Linked DNA regions of Danio rerio: regions 1 and 2 are each linked to region 3. The links are chromatin contacts, called in public Micro-C maps. All regions are on one chromosome and are shown on one strand. The core of a region is the stretch at or near the end of the contact, and the rest is flanking DNA. Distances in the headings are between cores, read along the strand shown.

Region 1 (3,035 bases), core at 364-2,863, 330 kb after region 3:
CAGCTTGACATTTTGTAGACAATACCCCTATGATCTCTATCAGACGTTGGATTTTGGTTGCCATACCTGACAAATAAATGTTAGTATTTGATGTCAATATTACATTGGTTTAAGATATTGGCTCAGCGTTGGATTTTGGTCACTTTTTTAACACAATCTAAAATCAACCAAATATCGACGTCATCTGATGTCATTATTGGACAACAAAATAACGTTGTCCTTAGACACTGGAAAGATGTTGAATTTTGGTGTCCTGTCATCACAATCAAATTTAAAATAATATTAGCAACTTATGAAGTTGTGTGCCTGCTGGGCAATAACTAAATGCACAACAGAATGTTACGTTTAAACACATTCACAAATTAGATGTAAATGCATCAGCTTTTTGCACCGTAATACTCACTACTCTTGAGTACTTTTGAAAGGTCTACTTTTTACTCATACTTTAAAAAATATAAAAACAGATACTTTTACTCTATTTGCACTACATTTTTAGGCAAGTAATGGTAATTTTACATAAGTATTTTTTTCAGTACTCTTTTCACCACTGGAAATAACTAAACAGTGGTCTTAAATTTTCTCAAGTCAAGGGTTGGAGCCAGAATATGGAAACTGCTTACATTCTAGCTTAAAAAGCAGACATCATGGACATTACCAACAGTTGACGTAAGGAAGTCAACTGTTGAATATTGTATTTGTGGCATTATTTTGTGGATTTTATAGATGGTGCTATTTTCCATGTGGAAAAAATCAGCATACTGGTTAGGCAGGTTTTGACACATGGCTGCTGGTTTAAGATAGCTTTTGCTAATTATGAGCTGGTTAAAACCAGAAAAGAATCAGCTAATGACCAGCAAGAACCAGCTTAAACCCACTAATGACCATAAAGAACTAACTGAAACAAGCAATAACCTGCCTTAACTAGCTGATGACAACTATTAACCAATTTTAATCAGCAGCCACGAGTTAAAAAAAAAATACATTTTTTGGTCAAAGTTGTTGATAAAACTTTTAAGTTTTACACTTCTATAAAAATCATTCTCCTCTCACTCACGTGAAACGTAATTTTATTTTACATGTGCAGCACCAACAAATACTTGTGCCCATTTAAGCCTTAAATACTTCATGACTAACGTTAGTTTCTTTTTGTTGTTATTTCGTGTGTCTTTTACCTACCTATAATATTACAATTTAATATAACGTTAACCCTTCCCATGTAGACACGAGGTACTCTCTAGCATTATTAGCTAGCATCATTGCTTCTCCATCAACCAGGAAATTGTTTGGCAGTGATCCGTGTGGTGGTACCTGGTTATTCTCTTCATGCTAAATAAAATGCGAAACTGAAAACTGGCATTAAAATATTAGAAAAGCTTTATATTTTGACGAATACAGTAGACTGATTTACAGCATAATGTTCATTCCAGGACCCAAGTGATCCAACATTTGGTAAGTTCACGTTAAAACGCGGAAGTATCCCATTTTTAAACTATTTTCTCACATATATCTTGTGTTGTATTTCATGATGACACTGTTCAAATTACCTTTACGTGACTGTTTGATGTCATTTTCTTCAAAGTGCAGAAAAATACCAAGAGAGCTTTCTACTTCTTTCTTGGGTGTCGCTGCGCAAACGAAGAAAGTGCATTAGCGCCCCCTAATGTGGAGTAACTTACAAACAATCAAAACTACAGACGGTATCAAGTTAGATGTAAACTAGGATCAGGGACATTCTGTGCATGGGAATTGGGAACACAATAATAATAAATACAAAAAAAAATGATGTTTTCACCATCGAGAAAATACATGTATTTGAAAAATTATGTGTTAGATCTCTGCATTTTTTCATATTATTGTAGATACTGTAGCCTACAGTTAAATGTCACAGTCTTAAATTTCTTTTATACTTTTTGCAACAAATCACATTGGATGAACTTTTTCTTCGACATTTTACATGATGTACATTATTAAAATATTAAAAAGAAAATATTCTGTCAATCTTGTCAATATACAGCTATAGGGAAGAAAATTAGGAGACCACTTGAATATTCTTTTTTTTTCTGTATTTGCAAATTACAGATATAAATTTGAGTGTTTTATCTTTATCTTATTTACCCAAAGATGTTAACTTTTACAATCAAATTTTGTATTTATCTTTAGACAACACCATAGGCTACTAATGTTTTGACTTCAGTAGAGCCAAGAAATCAATATTTAGTGAAGCCAATCACAACAAATGAAAAACAAATATATTCTGAAAAATAATCACTTTCTAAATAAACACTTTACAATAAACTGCCACTAGTTAATGTATTTACTAGCATCAACCAATGAACACGTTTAAATAATTTATTAATCAAGTTAAGGTTAGTTTACATTTACTAATGCTTTATTAAAATCAAAAGCTGCTTTTTATGTGGAATAATTGTTAACAGATCATCAAAAAAAATCTTAATATTTTACTTAAACCCATAACTACTTAATCCGTTAAATCTTGAAGTGGTGTCTTAATTTTTTCCCAATATATTCCCAATCTGTATATTGATTCAGTATTAAAATATAATAATAATAAATGTAAATATAATGTTTACATTTTATAAATGAGAAAAAACAATTGACCAAATTAGTGATAACAAAAATAGATCATTACAGAAAGCAATGAGCAAGTCAATACATTTAGATTAGCCTTTTCAATTTATTTGAAACAATCAAATAAAAAACGAACAGTTTAAAAATTGGTGACTTTGAACCTGCTTGCAGGTTTGAAATTTTAAAATCTGTAATGTACATGTACATACATTCTCTAAAAATTTTGTATTCAAAAAAAGAAATCAAATCATAATCATCACATTTAAAGTCCAACCCTTCTCTGTTTATTAAAAATAAAATGCATTTGGCCATCACACAAAAAAGAAAAGTATCTGAATTAACAAGTTGAAAAGTTCACAAAAACGTTGTGTACAAAATCATGATGGCAATGGAGTTTAGCAGACTAGGGGTAATTTCCTGCATCACCCACAGAACTATTTTCAGTT
Region 2 (3,023 bases), core at 426-2,925, 310 kb after region 3:
GGAACAGATCAGACTCTCAAACAATGTCAGCATGGTAATCAGTTTAAAAAGTTGTATAAATAAATATATATTATAAAAGGAATATAATGATGAAGGTGATTGAAAATGGTATGATGAAACTTTAATTAATGGCTATTTGCAGTACTATGTTTTTTTTTTGTTTTTTTTTTAGGTCTATGTTACAAAATGTAAAGGTACAAATGGATTTAAACATGTCAAAGATGCCAAAAGGATAAAATATGTCTCATGTAAAAAAAAGAGATGAGTGAAAGAAGAAATAGGTTTAAGTAATAGACGAATGAAGTATGTGGTAACGGGGTGGGAAAATAATAGGCTTGTGCTTCATCCCAGTCCATTTTCGAAAATGTTTTTTATTTTATTTTATTTTTTTATGATATTTTATGTATATTTTTGATCCAAAATAAATAAATCAAATCAAAACTTCTTTTTTCCCCCTTTTAATGTAGGAATTTCAACTGTGGTATTAAATATTAAAATGCTCATGCCTATTTACTGGAGTTGTGAAGTAAACTTTGTGCAGGATATCTTTTAGTTACATAGTTCAACTATTCTATTTCTACATGTTGTTTAATATCTATTCAACAAAACTAAGTAAAATAATTCATTTTTAATCGTTGCTTCTATGACATTTAAATTAAATTTTCTATTATTAACACTTAGCCAGTGGGGCTTTGCCAACTATTTTTTTTCTTTAATATTGTACTGCGTTGGTTTGTTATGATTATTTTATTTACTATTTCATATTTTAGTATCTATTTTGCATGCACATTAACCAATATTATTAACATGTTAACAACATCAAAACATGAATAAGTTAGAAAATTAAATACAAAAGCACACTGTTCTTCATTTTAAACAGGTGCATCTCAGAATGTGATTTTTACTTTATGTAAATGATCTACACAGCCACAGGACCCTTTATCTTTTTACTTATTTTCAACGTATTAGAGAGGCAACAAACTCACTGCTAAAATTAAAAACTATTTGCTACAATTGTTTAATACCTTGTTTCTGGATACAGGCTATAGTTTAGCTACAGTCGTGTGATGGGGAAATAGCATTACAAAACTGTAAGTCAGACGATGTTTGGGCAAAATTATGGCCATTCGCGTCCTTTCTATCGTGCAGAAAATAGATTTATGTTCATCTACAATCAAAAACAGAACAACCATTATGAAAAAAATATAAATATAGGCTACCACGAATGTATGTATATGCTTTTTTGTTATAATTTATGTGGATCAAAAATATAGTTTAACTTAAGCGCCCCACACAGCATAATGGCTAAATAATATACTTTAAAGTAGCCAAGTCAAACTTAATCTCTACAGGCCTAGCTAACATCGCGTCTTAATCAAAATCCATAAAATAACTTTACTCTTGAAAAACGAGAGATTTTTCCTGGTAACGTTAGCCTATTCCCGAAGAGTAACTTCTCCATGGCACAAAACCCAATTATGTTAGCATAATTAGCGTTGTGATATGCTTATGTACCCGAAAAAAAGAATAAAAAAACTTCTTGTGATCTAAAAGCAGGCTAATGCCAGTTACATTAGCCATAAAACATTAGCAGAACCTAATTTCTGTTTCTCTGCAGCCTCTCCTACTGTGTCGTAAACTCATGTCTTCCTGACTCAGCTGTTGTGCGCAGGCGCAGTATGACAGTACTGCACCACGGTTTTGCTGTGACGTTTATGACAGAGACAAGTCCGAACAAATATCTCGCTACGAAAAATTATTTTAAGACACAACACTTTGATAAACGAGTCAGTTTCGCTTATTTACGCATTATATTGGAACATGTTATTCATGGAGACCGATAAAAATAAATTACAGCGTTGAACTGATTGTTTTCGCAGTATCATCATCATTTGGTTTTACCTGTGAAGCGAATTAATTTCGAAAATCAATAAAGATGATGAACGTCGAGGATGAACTGACCACAGCAGCAGCCACCGGAAACATTTCCCATGTTCAGTTTTTACTTTCTAACGGAGTGAATGCCAATGTGGTTAACAAATTTAGAAGAACGCCTATACAGGTAGGTTTAGACGCGCTTTAAGAATAAACAACGGAAATAAACAAATGCAAATAAATAAATAAGATTAATTGCAGATATGTAACATTAAATTAGTAACATACAATTCAAAGACTTATTTTGTATTAAAGGTCATATTATTTAACAAATTTAGGCTATTTCATATTTTCACACCTGTTTGACTATATGGGATTTACTTTTCTTTTTTTTTTTTAAATATTAGGCTATTTGTGTATTTATTTTACTCATTTTAGCATGTTTAAGAACCTTTTAGGCTACTTAAACGGCCTGAAACATGTTTACCAATAGCGTGTTATCAACCTATATAATACTAACAACACTTTCTATCTTTTAGTAATGTCATTAATTTTAACATTATAATTTTAACTTATAGCTACATTCTTAGAAATTAGTCCGAAATAAGACAAGGAGTTTTGGATGTATTGTCAAAGTTCAAATTATTCAAAGAAAACTAAAATCTTATTGAAAACGAAAGTCCCAATGTACTATAACTGTGTATAAAAACCAAATGTTTACAATTATATATAAGAGATAGATAGATAGATTTATATACATAACAATAAATAAATAAGACATTTTATAGATCTTAATTTCAGATAAATTTTAAACTATTAAATCATATCTCTATGTGCGAGAAGAATGGCACACTACTTGCTAATTCACTCCCGAAAGCTTTGTTGGCATCGATGGTTTTAAGAAGAACCTTTTGCATCTATGGAGAAAATTTTTGAAAAATGTGCCTTTAAACTATTAAAATGTTTATTTCATTTTTTGACAATAAAAATACTTCTTTTGGAAGCTTTGTAATAGGTTTTCTGTGCGGAACCAGAAGGGCATCACTGCGAAAACCCTTTTCCTCTTATTGCCATGCTTGTTTTTACGAATGTACGTTTAATATTTTGACATTTGTACAGTTGGCCTATATTGACCAAAATAATCAGCC
Region 3 (2,700 bases), core at 98-2,597:
CTTACTAATCTGACAGAGCTTCAATAGTTCTGCAAAGAAATTCCAGTGGCCAGATGTGCAAATCTCCATTCATACTCACAAATTCAAGTTTGTGCTTTAACAAATTAAATACTAAATGTTGGATGAATTAATTAAAATATGTAATAATAATGGTATATTGTAATCCTACACACCTCTGGGGCCAGCACAAATGTCTGTAGGAATTTCCTCATGGGTTGTCCATTATTGGAAAGCTCTCCCATCACCTGAACAACCACACCATCACTCAGCGTGGCATGGGCATCCACATGCCGGATTTTAGTGTGGCATTCGCTGAACTGCAAGGACATAACCTTTTTGTGTATCTCCTGTAGATGGGAAAAACAAATGAGTAGACGTACAATTCAGCTTACCTGAACACACAACAATCTTTTAAACTTACTGCTTGCCCATAGACTGCTTCTGAAAGTTTCCCATTCGAATCCAGTCCGCCATGGACGTAAGATGAGTTTCGTCCATAAAATCTGCATCACAAAAATGTTTTGAATAACTTGTATTTTAATATGATAAAGCCATGTGAGGAGACATTATGAAATTATGATTTTGTAAGGCATACCTGTGCAGAAAGTCCGGTGCTTTATTTAGCAGTGTGTAATACTGTCTCACAAACTCCCGCCCTACCAGCAGGGGACTGGGCTTCTCCATCACCATTTCCTTCCTAAAAAAATATTTTTTTCTGAAAGAAAAAATATTGTTACTGACAACCACTGTAACAACAACAATATATAAACAAACATAAACTACTGACAAAAATAAAACAATTAAGAAATAAAAAAAAACAGGTCACTTTCACTTTTGCATTTTCATTTATGTATTTAAATGGAATCAATACTCCAAAAAAAAAGGCTTTAAATGCATCCCGTGTCATTTATTATAATCATGCCTACATGAGGGCTGTATTCAATGCAATTAGATAACAAAGAAACTGAGCATTTTAACTTTACAATCTGAAATCTGTCAATAGCGTCACAATCAACCTTTATTACCCGCATTCACACAAATTTATTTATGACTGATCAGAATGAATCCAGTTAGACTAAATAGAAGTGAAGCATGTCGAAATCAACAAAATGCTTAGAAGACCTATAGATGTGTGGCACTTACCTTTTTTCTGGGATGTATTTGATTGGTCTAAGTGACTGAATAATTCTGAAAAATTATTCGATTCGTCTGATATATTTAGAACAGCTGTTTTAGTGACAGCGCCAGCTACTTGAAACCACAGAGAGATAGAAATAGCATCTATGCGGTGTTATTATTGTAAATGCTGCTGTTTGGATTCTTATTGTCTAACCCCTGCGATCTGGGACAAGAACCCCCGTCACACCAGAACAGCCAATCAGCTTCTTACACTCGACAACACAATTATGACGCTCCTACAACGCATTCTTTTGACCCCTGTCAACAACGCCATAACGGGCAAGATATGCCGTTAAATTCGCACAATAAATGGTCTTGGATGGTTATAGAACAATAAGGTTTTGAGAGTTTGTTACGAGACGTTATTTACCTATTTGGTCAAGGATATTTCAATTTTACGCACTACGTAGCATTTCCTTGTGTTACATTTATTAGTGTCCGGCTGATATGATTTTTAAGCTGGTTGATAAGCTCGCATTCCTGATGATTTTAATATATTAATACATAGTGATATTTTTAAAATAATTTGCAGGCTGAAATTTCATGTCGAGGTGCTGTTGGTGAAAATGACGGCGGAAACGAAGCGCTTATGTCGGTATGATTTAGTAGAAACACAAAAGCGTCATTAGAAAGAAATAAAAGAACAGTCGGCAAACATCATTATGATCACCAGTTATCCAGTAGGGGGCACTTGGTGGCTCAGAATGCAAAGCGCTATCAAGCCATCAAAATCCTGCAGAGAAATTTAAGAAATTTACAAATGTTAGTAAATAGAAAACATGTGTCTAAGGCAAGTCCATTAATTTCTAATAATTTGGTACATAATTCTCACCAACAGGTTATTTTTAATCTAACAATAAGAACTGACAAGCAGTAAGAAAAACAACAACTATCACGTGACAAAACCGTTGGCGTGTTGCTTCATCTTTTATGTGAGCAATAGTTTAAATAGGACACTTTTTAAAATAAATATTGTTTTTACAAACAATTTTTAAAACATGCCAAAGAGAGATAAATTAAAATGTAAATTAGCACAAAAACAGAAAACAGATTCATCCGACCAATTAGAGACAACCTCATGGCCACTAAGCCACGCCCTATTGAGGTCCCCATACTTTTCAAGCGCTTTCTTTCTACTTGCTCTATTTTAATTCGATACTATAGTCGGATCATTTCAAGCATTGCTAAGTTAGTTAATTTCTGCTAAGGATAATATCTTGTTTTTTTTTTACGGTTTATAAAAACGTTCCTTAAACAAAAGCTTGAGCACAATCCGGTGTCAGTAAGTTCATGTTGCTTTTGTTAGCTCAGAAAGACTAGATATTGTAGAGTCTGAAATGAAGCTTTTCTAGTGTTATCCGAGAATATAACATCGTAAACTCCATAAGTAGAGGGCCGGGTCATTTTCTTATGTTAAATTAGATAATAATCGCTAAACAATGGCTGGGACAGTAAGTCTAGAGTTAGACCCTATCTTTCTGAAGGGACTGGGGTATCTTCACTCCAAGAGCAAAGACTCGG

What was found. A called contact is a pair of places that touch in the nucleus more often than the background predicts.
Region 1: a Micro-C map of caudal fin shows a contact between it and region 3, with 4 times the contacts expected there. The contact joins the promoter of mtap here to the promoter of g3bp2a in region 3. A contact is called at or near these places in 2 of 18 Hi-C or Micro-C datasets (caudal fin and hematopoietic stem cells) and 1 of 4 datasets of contacts at active chromatin or transcription factors (embryo).
Region 2: a contact with region 3 is called in a Micro-C map of caudal fin, with 3 times the contacts expected there. The contact joins the promoter of cdkn2a/b here to the promoter of g3bp2a in region 3. A contact is called at or near these places in 2 of 18 Hi-C or Micro-C datasets (caudal fin and an unstated tissue) and 1 of 4 datasets of contacts at active chromatin or transcription factors (embryo).

What each region holds. Positions count from the first base shown.
Region 1 is chr1:27,757,164-27,760,198 of GRCz12tu, reverse strand. mtap (methylthioadenosine phosphorylase) reads right to left here and starts at 1,613. Exons shown (of 8, transcript NM_200554.1): 1 at 1,545-1,613. The coding sequence starts at 1,568. It overlaps toporsa (topoisomerase I binding, arginine/serine-rich a), which reads right to left. Exons shown (of 3, transcript NM_001305555.1): 3 at 2,676-3,035. The coding sequence ends at 2,993. All of the region lies in intron 3 of LOC137490010, which reads right to left.
Region 2 is chr1:27,777,566-27,780,588 of GRCz12tu, reverse strand. It overlaps cdkn2a/b (cyclin-dependent kinase inhibitor 2A/B (p15, inhibits CDK4)), which reads left to right and starts at 1,675. Exons shown (of 2, transcript XM_002660468.7): 1 at 1,675-2,062. The coding sequence starts at 1,937. All of the region lies in intron 3 of LOC137490010, which reads right to left.
Region 3 is chr1:28,090,989-28,093,688 of GRCz12tu, reverse strand. It overlaps g3bp2a (G3BP stress granule assembly factor 2a), which reads right to left and starts at 1,347. Exons shown (of 13, transcript NM_001080563.1): 1 at 1,140-1,347; 2 at 596-715; 3 at 422-503; 4 at 174-347. The coding sequence starts at 690. It overlaps ints12 (integrator complex subunit 12), which reads left to right and starts at 2,324. Exons shown (of 6, transcript NM_001002161.3): 1 at 2,324-2,700. The coding sequence starts at 2,619.